Linked DNA regions of Mus musculus: regions 2 and 3 are each linked to region 1. The links are chromatin contacts, called in public HiCAR-type and promoter capture Hi-C maps. All regions are on one chromosome and are shown on one strand. The core of a region is the stretch at or near the end of the contact, and the rest is flanking DNA. Distances in the headings are between cores, read along the strand shown.

Region 1 (3,810 bases), core at 908-3,407:
TATAAAATAAGGTGAAGTGGTGCAAGCAATAGGACTTTGTCTTTATTTTTGCTTGTTTTGTAGGGAGGAGAATATACTTGTAGATACGGCAAGTGATATAGGAACAAAGACCTCAAGTTTGGGATGTAAACTTGTGCCAGCGAGGAGCACCTGCATCCCCGGCAGAGAACAGTAACTAGGAAGAAGGGAGTATGCTTGATGCATTTGATAGAGAGGGTATCAGCATGGCCCGGCAAAGCACTGCAGCAGGAGAGTAGTTGGAAGTAAAAGTAAGAAAATAGGGTTGGTGAATCATGTGGAATTTGTCCTGGCTCACATTGATTATCTAATTACAGGATCTAGAACCACTTAGAAGATAAACCTCTAGGCAAGTCCATGAGATAATTCTATATTGGGTTAACAGAGGTAGGAAGTCCCACCCTATATGTATCTAGCAATGTGCCATGGACTGGGCTAGCTGACTGAATAAAGAGGCCAAAGTGAGCTGAGTACTAGCATTCTTCTGTGTGTCTTGGCTATGGACATGCTATGACCAGTTGCCTCCCATTCCTGCCACAATGCCTTCCTTGACGCAGTGGAATAGAGTGAACCAAAAGCCAAGGTAAGCCATTTGTCCTATAGTTTGCTCTTCTCAGGGGATGGATCACATCATGGAGAGAAGCAGTGCAGGGTCTTATAAGCTATTGAGAAGACTTTGGCTTTCTCCATGATGAGAAACTACTGCAGCATCTAGGGGGTGAGTGACATGATCCAGTTGTAGGGTTTTTTTTTGTTTGTTTGTTTGTTTGTTTGTTTTTTACATCACTCTGGTTGCTGCGAGAATCAGTTGTCCTTTGACCTCCTTTGATCCTACCATGGGCTCCTCCTCCTCCTTCTTCAATATATTTATTTTCTGTATCTATGAGTACACTGTAGCTCTGACACACCAGAAGAGGCACTGGATTCCATTACAGATGGTTGTGAGTCACCTTGTGGTTGCTGGGAATTGAACTCAAGACCTCTGGAACAGCAGTCAGTACTCTTAGCCACTGAGCCATCTCTCCAGCCCAAGGACACATGTTCTTATAAATAAATTTAAATTTAAAAATAGTATATCAAATGACCTGTGTAGTTCAGTTGTGGAGGGTTTGCATGAGACCCTGGATTCAACCTTCAGCACTGTGGAAGAGAGATGAAAAAAACATCACTATTAGCTGAGAATGTGAAAATAGCACTTTGGGAAAAAGACTTCATCTGCTAAAGATAATAGATCAAGAAAATGTGACTAAATAGTAAGAATTATTAAATCTTGGGGATAGATTCAATGACGTTCATTAGACTGTGTTCTGTGTTGTGAATTTGCCCTAATAAAATTTTAAAGGGATAAACCCAATGCTTTTTATTATTACATTTATTTATTTACTTACTTTATTTATTGTGCATGTGTAGGGCTATAATAAAGAAGTGCAGTAAAACATGTTGCAGCACTGGGGCAGTTGATAGAGTGCTTGCCTAAGCATGTGGTCCTGTTTTCATCCCAACATTGCAAAAGTCAGGCATAATGGCGCTTATCTGTAGCCGAAGCACTAGTGAGGTGGAGGCAGGTTCGTAAGTTCTAGGTCATCTTCGGCTACACCGCAAATTAGAGAGCAGCCTAGGTTCCATGGGACCCTGCCTCAAAAGCAAATAAAGACAATCTCTATACATGTTTCTTTTTTTCTGCGAGCAGCGATCGTGTATCTTCTCTGCAACTCCACTAGTTAATGTTGCACACTGCTCCCCGGGATTCTGATTTCAGGGGTATGAGGTAACGTCTGGGCGCTGAGGTGTTTTTTTTTTTTTTTTTTTTTTTTTTTTAAAGTGCTCCAGGTGTTTTAACATGCAAAATTGACAGGCTCCTTTGGGAAACGTTCTCCTTTCTTCACATAAGATCCGTCTGCGCTCTGGCGTGGGCTCTCCATGGTGGGTTCAGGGAGCCAAGCTTCTTCCACACTGCAAACGCTCAGGCGTCTCCCGGACAACCGGAGGGATGGAATGCTAACAAGGCTGCCGGCGCTCTGCCACTCACTCAGCATTCTATGGTACTTTGGAGTCCACTCTAGCAAATTAAGGTCGGTTTCTCTATGGTAGCCGGTTTCCCAGCGCAGCCTGGTCGGCGTTTTCTTCCGGATCAAAGAAGAGGCTAGACTTCCTTCCGGAAGTGACCCACGTGCTTCTTATTTCGCCTGCCTTGGTACCCGGTAACTTTTTACTATTGACCCGAAGTTGGGGACGTTGCGGGAGCTGTGACCTGCCCCAGGCCGTGGTGAGTGGGCCGTGGTGTCTGATACCCAGGGTAACCCTGATTCCTGATTATGCCATTGCCGTGACAGAGGCTCAGCCTTTAGACCCACCCCGGGAACCTAGGCTGTGGTTAGGGTCACATTCTCGGGGCTGCATGGGTTCAGACCCACGGTTTTGTGTGTTCCGTCCCAACTGTCAATCCTCTGGCTCTAGGAGTGATCTCGAGGTACTAAGAGGGCTCGGTTTCCATCCCCGAGCCCCATGACATCGCGAGTGACCTTGAGCTGGACACTGTCCTCTTTAAGGGCCTCATCTCCACTTCTGTTAAGAGGGCTGATTACGTTTACTGAGCGGGGTATTGGTCCCCGCTGGTCTGAAACACTGTAATTCCTCGCGCCCTCCAGCCCCCCCGGGGGGGTGGTACTAGGGTGAACCGGGAGGGATCGATGCTGACTGATCATGTCCGCTCCTAGGACTAAAGACCAGGAGGCTATTCTCTCCACGGTGCTAAGTTGACATGGATCCGCTCAGAGCCCAGCAGCTGGCTGCGGAGCTGGAGGTGGAGATGATGGCTGACATGTACAACAGGTAAAGAGAAGCACTCGGCTTCACCTTGTCTAGGAAAACTCGCCCTAGTCACCCCTAGCCCGACAGAGTGAAGCACTTGTAACGAATGCTTTCGATAAGGTAGTGGAGCCAAGTCCCGCCCTCCTAATCCCGCCCCACCCTCACCGCGTGCTTCGCTGAAGTAAATACAGGTCACTGGAAGGACTTGGTTGGCTATTTGGAGGGAATAAAAGGGGTGTATGATGGAGAATCTCCTGCCCAGGCTCTGCTGAGTATCAAGAACATATAAGCACTTTCTCTTCTCTTCTCTTCTCTTCTCTTCTCTTCTCTTCTCTTCTCTTCTCTTCTCTTCTCTTCTCTTCTCTTCTCTTCTCTCCTCGTTTCCATCTTTCTTTCTCCTTAGATAGCCCATTTACCCTTGTTTATGTAGTTTATGTATTTTGTGTTTGTTTATGAATGCCAACATGCATGCCATAGCGCCACACATGTGGAGGTCAGAGGGCAGCTTAATAGGATCTCATCTTGGATTGAACTCAAATCTTCTGGTTTGGCAGCAAGTGCCTTTGCCGCCTAAGCCTTCTGAACAGCCATTTAGTAATGAATAGTATTTAGTTGCTAATATTTATTAATGTTTTTCTTCCTTTTTGGGGGGGATGGAGTGGATGTTGTTTTGTTCTTGTTTTTCACGATGGGGCTTCTCTGTGTTGCCTTGGTTGTCAGCTTAATCTGTATAGACCAGGCTGGCCTCACTCTCAGAGATCCACCTGTCTCATTCTCTTGGGTGCTGGGATTAAAGGTGTGCACACTCGGCCTAAATTATACTTTAACTCTGTGTTAGGCATTTGCAAAGCATTTTATATATATTATCACTTTAAATTTATTTATTTGTTTGTTTACTTGTTTTCTGTGTATGGATGTTTTGCTTGCATGCCCGCAGAGGCCAGTAGAGGGCATCATATCTCCAGGAACTGGAGTCAAAGA
Region 2 (3,810 bases), core at 432-2,931, 1.1 Mb before region 1:
GGGAAGAATAGATTGTTTATTACAGCCTGTTACTAGATCTGGGTGAAGAGTAATCATGAAAAAGGAATTACAAGAAAGGAAAGAAATAGAGATAATTGTGGCTGTTGAGTTATGTCTTGGTTTACAACATATTCTCTGTTATTGTGACTTTTGGCAAAACCCTCTTATTGCCACGTGTTTTCCTTTTCCAAGGAAGCAGATGTTACTAACAGACTGATCAGTACCCAGTTTTATTTATTATAAAAAGAGTCTTTTCCAGTTGCAAGTGGCCTCATGTGCCTCTTATTCCAGCCCTGTGGTTGGCAGAGACAGGAGGGTCACTGGGGCACGCTGGCTGCCAGACTAGCTTCAGGTCCAGTGAGAGACCCTGTCTCAAGGGAATAAGGCAGAGAGCGATAAAGGAGGACCAGGCCTCTGGCCTCTGCATACATGAGCATGGATGTGGGCATCCACACCTCTGAAAGCATATATAACACACCGCCACTCCCTCCCCTTCCATGATCATGGTCTGTTGATCTCCACTGGGGAAGGAACATTGATCTTCACTGGGGAAGGAACACCCTCCTCTTTCCTTGGAAATACAGGCTTGACTGCAAGCTTACGAATAGGGTCTTTTAAAAGTAGAAGGATCTAACTTCATCCTAGAGAAGGTCAGATGTAAGGTTCCCCTTTTCACCCTGAACATCCTGTTACTGCAACGCTCAAGCGTGTTTCTAGGTTTCAGCTGCAGGCAGCGGACAAGCCTGGCCAGGCAGACTCTCATCCAGAAGAATGCGGTAAAGTTATTCCCCCTCCCACTCCTCCCCCATTCCTAGGCTTTGCTTTAAATAACAAATGTAAAAATGGCCTCCGTGGTGTACACTCCCCAGCTTATTGAAGCTAATACACTTAGGTAGACTGGAAAACAGCTTTCTGCAAGTCTAACTTCCTCCTTCTGGTGAGTTTTTCTGTCTTTTAGAGATATGTCTAGATTGTACATTTATAGTAGCCTTTATAAATTACAAAGTTAAAACAAATGAAACATAGTGTTCTTTTGCTACAGTGTGAATTTAGAGTAAAGATTTTTCTTTAATGAGCATGTATCTTCCGACAGAATCAGTCATCTCCTGGTTCAGAACTGTGGGATTGGAGCACCTTAGGAATACATACTTTTATCTAGTTCTTTTTTATCGATTAACATATAGCTAATAATATCTTATTTAATATCAGTAACATTTGACCAACCAGTTTCACATGATCCCTTTAAATCCTACTTCTCACAGTTTGATCCGACTCATGTCCATTCATTCGCTCAAGACTGGGGTTGATTTTATTTTATTTTTCTTTTCGAATCTCCAGTAAAGGGATTTTGTTTGTAACTGTTTGAAGTTCTCCGGATCACTTCCTCCCCAACACTAGCAGGAAACAATCCAGCATTGAGAGAGCAGTCGGCTCACACAAGCCTGTGTTCTTTGTGCTGTGTTCCTGCAGAACCTCGGAGATGGTGGCTGGTGGGATGAGGGGGGAAGAGTCTGAATAAGGCTAAATAAACAGTGCTGGTACCCAGAAAAATGAGCTCCAGCCTGTTTCTTCCGGATACACTTTGCTGACTCTTCTTGTTTATCTTTAGAGGATAGCTGTCTTAGGTAAACAATGTTTCCAGATAGTTCTGTGGAAATTAGTAACAGCAGCCAGCTTCGGTAGGGACACATAGAGTATGAGAGGAGGAGGGGACATGCACCAGCCAGATCAGCTGAATCACCCTGGTGACCAGCAGAATGACAGCTGACAGCCACATTGCTCCCAAAGGTGTCCTTCACCAAGAGCAGCAGAGGCCTTGGGCCTCATTCCCGGCTGCATCCCTACCATCTAGACAGAGGATTTTAATGAATGATCAAAGGGCTTTCTTCCTCTGACCTTGAAAGTTTCACATAAATAATAACTTCTATTGAGAGGTTTTTTTTTTTTCTTTCTCACCCAAATTTATTTTTTACTAATATCCAAGTTGAAGTTTTATTTGGAGTAGAAAACTGCTCGAGGAAGGTTTTTTTTTGGTTTTTTTTGTTTTTTGTTTTTTGTTTTTTGGTTTTTTTTTTTTGGTTTTTCAAGACAGAGTTTCTCTGTTTAATCCTGGCTGTCCTGGAACTCACCCTGTAGACCTGGCTGGCCTCGAACTCAGAAATCCACCTGCCGCTGCCTCCCGAGTGCTGGGATTAAAGGTGTGCACCACCACCGCCCGGCGGGATGACATTGTTTTGACAGCTTGTTTTAGCAAACAAAAACCAACAAATTCTCTAAGGACCCAAATCATCTAGTTATTTACAGAACCCATAGTAATGAATAGGAACCCAATGGCCGAAAACACGTTTGACTTCTAAGTAGAAGCTTCTCTCGTATTTCTTTTGGATATTTCAGCATTTCTCATTTAAAAAGAGTGGTATAATCTAGTCCAAAAGATGTTCTTTAGTCATAAAGAGAAGAGAAAAAACTATCTGTTTTAGGGTACCAGGGTATCTTCATCTTAAAATTCAGCATAATGTTAATGATAGTTTAGTTCTCCAGCAAGCTGAACCCTCATGTCTGGGCAGTGGCTTGTGAAACACTCTGGAGAGCATTCGATACTCACACTGACTGGGTGCTCCTGTTACGGCTTCTGCCCTGAAGGAAACATGCCCTCCTGGGAGTTTGGTGGGGCACAAAGAACATATTTTGGAAGATTGTAAAAAAAAAAAAAAAAAAAAAAAAAAGAGGGTTTAATTTTCAAGTCTCTAGTGATTTGCTTCATGATTTTATATTTATTTTTATTAGTTTTAAAATAGAGTTTCTCTGTGTAGTCCTGGCTGTCTTAGAACTTGATTTGTGTATTAGCCTTGAACTCACGGAAGATCTGCTTGTCTCTGCTGGGATTCAAAGCAGGCCACTGTGCACCCCCCCCCCCAAGTTTATTTGGGTAATATGAGCCAGTTGTCCAACACATTTGAGGTAAAAAAAAAACAAAAAACAAAAAACAAACCAAAACAAACAAACAAAAAAAAACCCCCCAAAAAACAATGTTTCTTCCAGCCCTGGAATCCCCGATCTGTATTTTATTTCCTTTTTAAGAGTGGCAACACAGTCCAGCAGTCTGGGTGGTTCAGCATAGTGACAGCGGGACAGCAGCGACTTCGGGGCTGTGACTCAAAATATTTACTTCCCTCATGTGTTCCAGAGTGGCTGCCAGTCCCCGCCAGGTCCTGAATGAGCTGCCTGTGGGTTTGTTTGGAGAGCGGCCTTTCCTTGCTTTCTCCCGCCCACTCTATTCACACTTCCTTTCAGCGGGGCCACTGTCTGATGTGGACTCTAGTATTTTAAGACTTGGGCTCTTAGTGAAGACAAACTTCCTTTGCAGCAAGCTTCTTGAAAGGATGGAGATCTGGAGTCGTGGCTGTTGAAGCTGGAGGCAGTTAGATGTAGTAGATGGCGTGTATATGTGTGCATTTTTATGATTATTGACTTAACTTTGGGTGTTACTATAGGCCAGTGCATATATCAGCTGTATTTAGTAATGTAATTGGACATTTGGTGAAGATTTGTGTGTTTGGGTGTTTCGCCTGCATGTATGTCAGTGCATCACGTGTAGGAACTTCAACCATTGGATCCCCTAGAACTGAAACCACAGATGGTCATGACCCGCCATGTGGGTGCCATGTGGGTGCTAGGAATCAAACTGGATCCTCTGGAAATGCAGCCAGTGCTTTAAAGTGTGTCACCTCTCCAGCTTTGGAACTGAAAACATTGATGCATGGTGCTTTAAGGCATGGCTGTTGATTCTGAACACTCCTCCACTTCAGA
Region 3 (3,810 bases), core at 844-3,343, 1.0 Mb before region 1:
TCACTCTGTAGACCAGGCTGCCCTGGAACTCACAGAGATCCCCTTGCCACTGCCTCCTGCTGGGATTAAAGGCCTGTGCTACCACTACCTTCAGAGCTACTGTCAAGAGCAGCTCTGAGAACACAGGGAGAGAATGTTTGTAAATCCCTGTTATTTTATTTTATAGGAACATTTTTATATTCTTGACCACAGTCTTTCTCCACCACTGAGCAACCAGCCTGTTGTCTCCACAAAGATGGGAACACTGGGAGGGACAACCTTAAGAATGAGAAGGGCAGGGAGAAGAAAGGCAGCTCAAATGTTCTGCCAGCTTTAAAAAGGTGAAGAGTGCCGTGCAGCCAGATGAGACAGATTATGTGTAGAACTTCCCTCGTGCACTCCAAATACAAAACACTCCAGTTTGTTAAAGCCGAGGCCCTTCAGTGTAGCTTTATCCTTTAATCAGTTCCGACAGCTGATCTTGATAATGTCATAAGCCACCTAAGATCTCAATCAGGCAACTGAGACCTCCAGTCAGACATAGCCTACCTCGTCACCATCAACTTCCATCAACCATCTATCTCTGCTGACTCCAACCTTAAATACCAATTTCCCCTGTCTTTCCTCTTGTTTTTAGGATCATGCATTTTGTCACTTCTCATTTTTTGTTATTTGATTTTGTTTTATCACAAATGTCTCAAATGTGTCCATCTCTCTTCCCTGCCTTCCCTTCTCCAATCTGTCTTTCATGCTGATAGCAAAGTGACCCTCAAAAAAGAAAATTAAAAGCATGGTTGGTAGGTATCTCTCTCCCAATCAACCTCCAGAATGGTCTTTAGTGTAGATTTCTGCTTGCTTATATAGCATCCAAGGTTGCTGCATTTGCCATCTGTGAGATGCCAGAACAGTGCCTCACACAGTAAGCACAAGTGTCTGCTAGTTATTTTTAAACAGTTTAATAGTCTGCACTCACTGTAGAAAAGGATAAGTCCTCTGGTAACTGCTTTCCCAGCTTAAACTTTCCCAATACATTATGCTTTTATGCCTCTCTCTCTCTCTCTCTCTCTCTCTCTCTCTCTCTCTCTCTCACACACACACACACACACACACACACACACACACAAACGCACTTCCAGTTTTTCGACGACTTGGTATCTACTATTTCTGTGTGAATTTTTATTTTGTGCAGACTACCTTCCCCGGTGTCTTTCACAGACTTTACTTAATTTCTTTCAACTCTGTGTAAGCTCTAAATGCCTGTACTGCTTCTTCAGTTGCAACCACCACTGTGGACTATATTTTGCTTATATATTTATTGCCTTGCCCTAACAGGCAGTAAGTATTTGGAACGAAGGGATTCTATTTTACTTATTCTAAGCTCCTGATTAAAACGCACAGAGAACTCCTAGTTTATTATTTGTTAAATAAGACTTTTATTTGTTTGTTTGATTGTTTGTTTGTCTTGAGACAGGGTCTTTCTCTATAGTCCCTGGCTGTCCTAGAACTCCCTATGTAGAACAAAGTTGGTCTCAAATTACTAATACTTGCCTGCCTCTACCTCCTGAGTGCTAAAAATTAAAGGTGTGAGCCACCATATCTAGCAAGACATTAAAAAACAAAACAAATTAAAAAACCCTCCAAACACATGGAAAGTATAGGTTACAAATAGAAAAGGTGTAATTAGGAATAATTTATGATGAAGAAAGAAATTCTCATTTAAGCAGAAAAAAAAAAAAAAAAAGCCTGGAGAATATCAGTTTATCTTGTAAGTGGGCCAAGGGACAGCAGAGACTATTCCGTTAAAGGAACCTGGCTTTTGAACCACAGTTGTCTGATTGCTTTAGAAGGAAATTAATGTGCCACCTTTTTCTACCTCGGTGTCTAGTGGAAGGAATTTTATTCCACTCTACATTTTCCTGCTGCCTCGGTAAAGATTAAGGGCCAGAAACTCTTTCCTGTTAATCTCCGCCTAGCTAAACGCCTGGGCACCAGCATCACCTTGCAGAGCACTTGCTGGGTAGCCACAGGGCCCAGGCCCCCGCTCGCCCCTCCCGGCGGTCACGTGCGCGAGGATGCGAAAGCGGGCTCGCCATCCTCTTGCCGGCCCGCTCCTCCTCCTCCTGCCGAGGCTGTGCACCGCAGACGGCGCGAGGGGGAGCGAGCGAGCGGGCGCGGCCGGGTTCCGCAGCCCTGGCGCCCGCCGCCTCCCGCAGCCCCGCAATATGCCTCCGTGGCTCCCTGGCTCTTCGCCATGGCGAGGCTCTGCCGTCGCGTCCCCTGCGCCCTGCTCCTCGGCCTGGCCGCTGTGCTGCTGAAGGCGCGGCTGGTCCCCGCGGCCGCTAGAGCCGAACTCAGTCGCTCCGACCTCAGCCTCATCCAGCAGCAGCAGCAGCAGCAGCTGCAAGAGCAAAAGCAGCGGGAGGAGGCAGAGGAGGGGAGGCCGGAGGTGCCTGGGGCATCCTCTACTTTGGTGGCTCCAGGTACGTCTCGGTAGCCCAGCCCTGCTTTACTTCTTCTGTGCCAGCGATCGCATCAGGCTTCCCGGGATTCTTAGCTCCTTTCTCGTCTCCGCTTAGCCTATCTTTGCTGGTCTCAATTCCTTCGCGTCTTCCCAGGTTGCCCGTTCGGCCTTTAGCTCTTTGCTCGGGTGGGAAATCTTTCCCGCAGAGCACTGCAGTGGGCTTCAGAAGGGTCGGGGGCTGGGGGTGGGGTGGGGGTGGACGGTAAGGATGGTCAAGATGGGTGCCTGTTTCCACTATTCCACTAATCTTATTTTCCCTCTTCTTTCTACACACACACACACACACACACACACACACACACACACACACACACATACACACACACACACACACACACACACGCTCTCAAATCCCTTTAGCATTCTCTTCTCTATCCTCTCCTAGATACTGAGCAAACCGTCTTGCCATGTACACCCACACAGCGTTTGCACTGTTTCTCCCTGCCTGCTGTATTTAAATTTAGAACCGGGGAAGTGGGGGGGGGGGCGGGATCTCTATTTCTTTATATTTCTCTTCTTACCCCAGGAAAGATCCAAGGCGGCTTGCAAAAACAGGGAAAAAATGCATTTGCTACAATAAGATGAAAGAAAAAAAAATGAAACAGGAGTTTGTAGTTGAAGGAAGGGATGTGGGAGGGAGACAGGTAGCTTGGAGTGGTGTTTGGGTAGCATAACCAGCCCCTCCCCCTGAGGGGAATCTCCTTGTAGTGGAACTTAAATGAGCCATCTCTTGACTCATTCGGTAAAGGGTGATGAGATACGGGTGTAATTTATATGACCATCACAGTCCTCTATTTTCTGTTTCCCTCTCCCTCAGGTAAAGCTCTCCGAAGAGCAAAGAGCTGGGTTATCCGTTTAAATAGCTTTTACCCAGCCCACAATCCACTTAGTTACCTTTTACATTTTAAATTCTGTCTGGGCTTTGGGGGAAAAAAGGGGGGGGCTTTTTAAAAAATGAAAACAAAACACAACAACAACAACAAAACCCCACCAATTTTCTGGGTAGTGGGCTGAGGTTTCACAAACCCTAGATGAGTGAGTGTTATAACACTGATATTTTTGTTTTAAAATCTGCCTAGCAGCATTATAGAAGATGCTAAAAATGAAATTCTGTAGAGTGGAATCAGCGTCTTAGATTATCTTGCTTGCTCATCATCGGAGAGCAGTTCGGAGGCATGCCAGCTGTGATTCATGACACAGCCGGGATGATTTAATTTCTTGGAGTGCTTTGAGCATGGGATGAAATCACCAAAGTGCACAGGGGAAGGCATGCATTTCTGACACCCCCCCTACCCCCTTAAACCGATTAA

The links. HiCAR-type assays count read pairs that join an accessible place to other places. Capture Hi-C pulls out chosen DNA fragments and counts their contacts.
Region 2: a HiCAR-type map of astrocytes shows a contact between it and region 1, with 3 times the contacts expected there. The contact joins the enhancer-like site here to the promoter of Timm10 in region 1. A contact is called at or near these places in 4 of 39 promoter capture datasets (the C10 cell line, embryonic stem cells, liver and 1 more), 3 of 115 datasets of contacts at active chromatin or transcription factors (astrocytes, bone marrow-derived macrophages and microglia) and 1 of 9 other capture datasets (macrophages).
Region 3: a contact with region 1 is called in a promoter capture Hi-C map of adipose tissue, with 2.6 times the contacts expected there. The contact joins the promoter of Fam171b here to the promoter of Timm10 in region 1. A contact is called at or near these places in 6 of 39 promoter capture datasets (the C10 cell line, cranial neural crest, embryonic stem cells and 3 more), 1 of 115 datasets of contacts at active chromatin or transcription factors (astrocytes) and 2 of 9 other capture datasets (adipose tissue and macrophages).

What each region holds. Positions count from the first base shown.
Region 1 is chr2:84,824,864-84,828,673 of GRCm38.p6, forward strand. Timm10 (translocase of inner mitochondrial membrane 10) reads left to right here and starts at 2,158. Exons shown (of 3, transcript NM_013899.2): 1 at 2,158-2,284; 2 at 2,736-2,850. The coding sequence starts at 2,780. It also overlaps a transcript of Smtnl1 not described here.
Region 2 is chr2:83,739,195-83,743,004 of GRCm38.p6, forward strand. The region is part of intron 2 of Itgav (integrin alpha V); the gene reads left to right. Among named protein-coding and RNA genes, the nearest start is that of Itgav, 17 kb to the left of the region's middle. Within about 2 kb of position 1,682, at least 86 of the 459 cell types and tissues checked have an H3K27ac peak or open chromatin away from gene starts, as enhancers often do. A contact at or near this core is called in astrocytes, bone marrow-derived macrophages, liver and 1 more, where this site is marked.
Region 3 is chr2:83,810,519-83,814,328 of GRCm38.p6, forward strand. Fam171b (family with sequence similarity 171, member B) reads left to right here and starts at 2,094. Exons shown (of 8, transcript NM_175514.3): 1 at 2,094-2,459. The coding sequence starts at 2,231.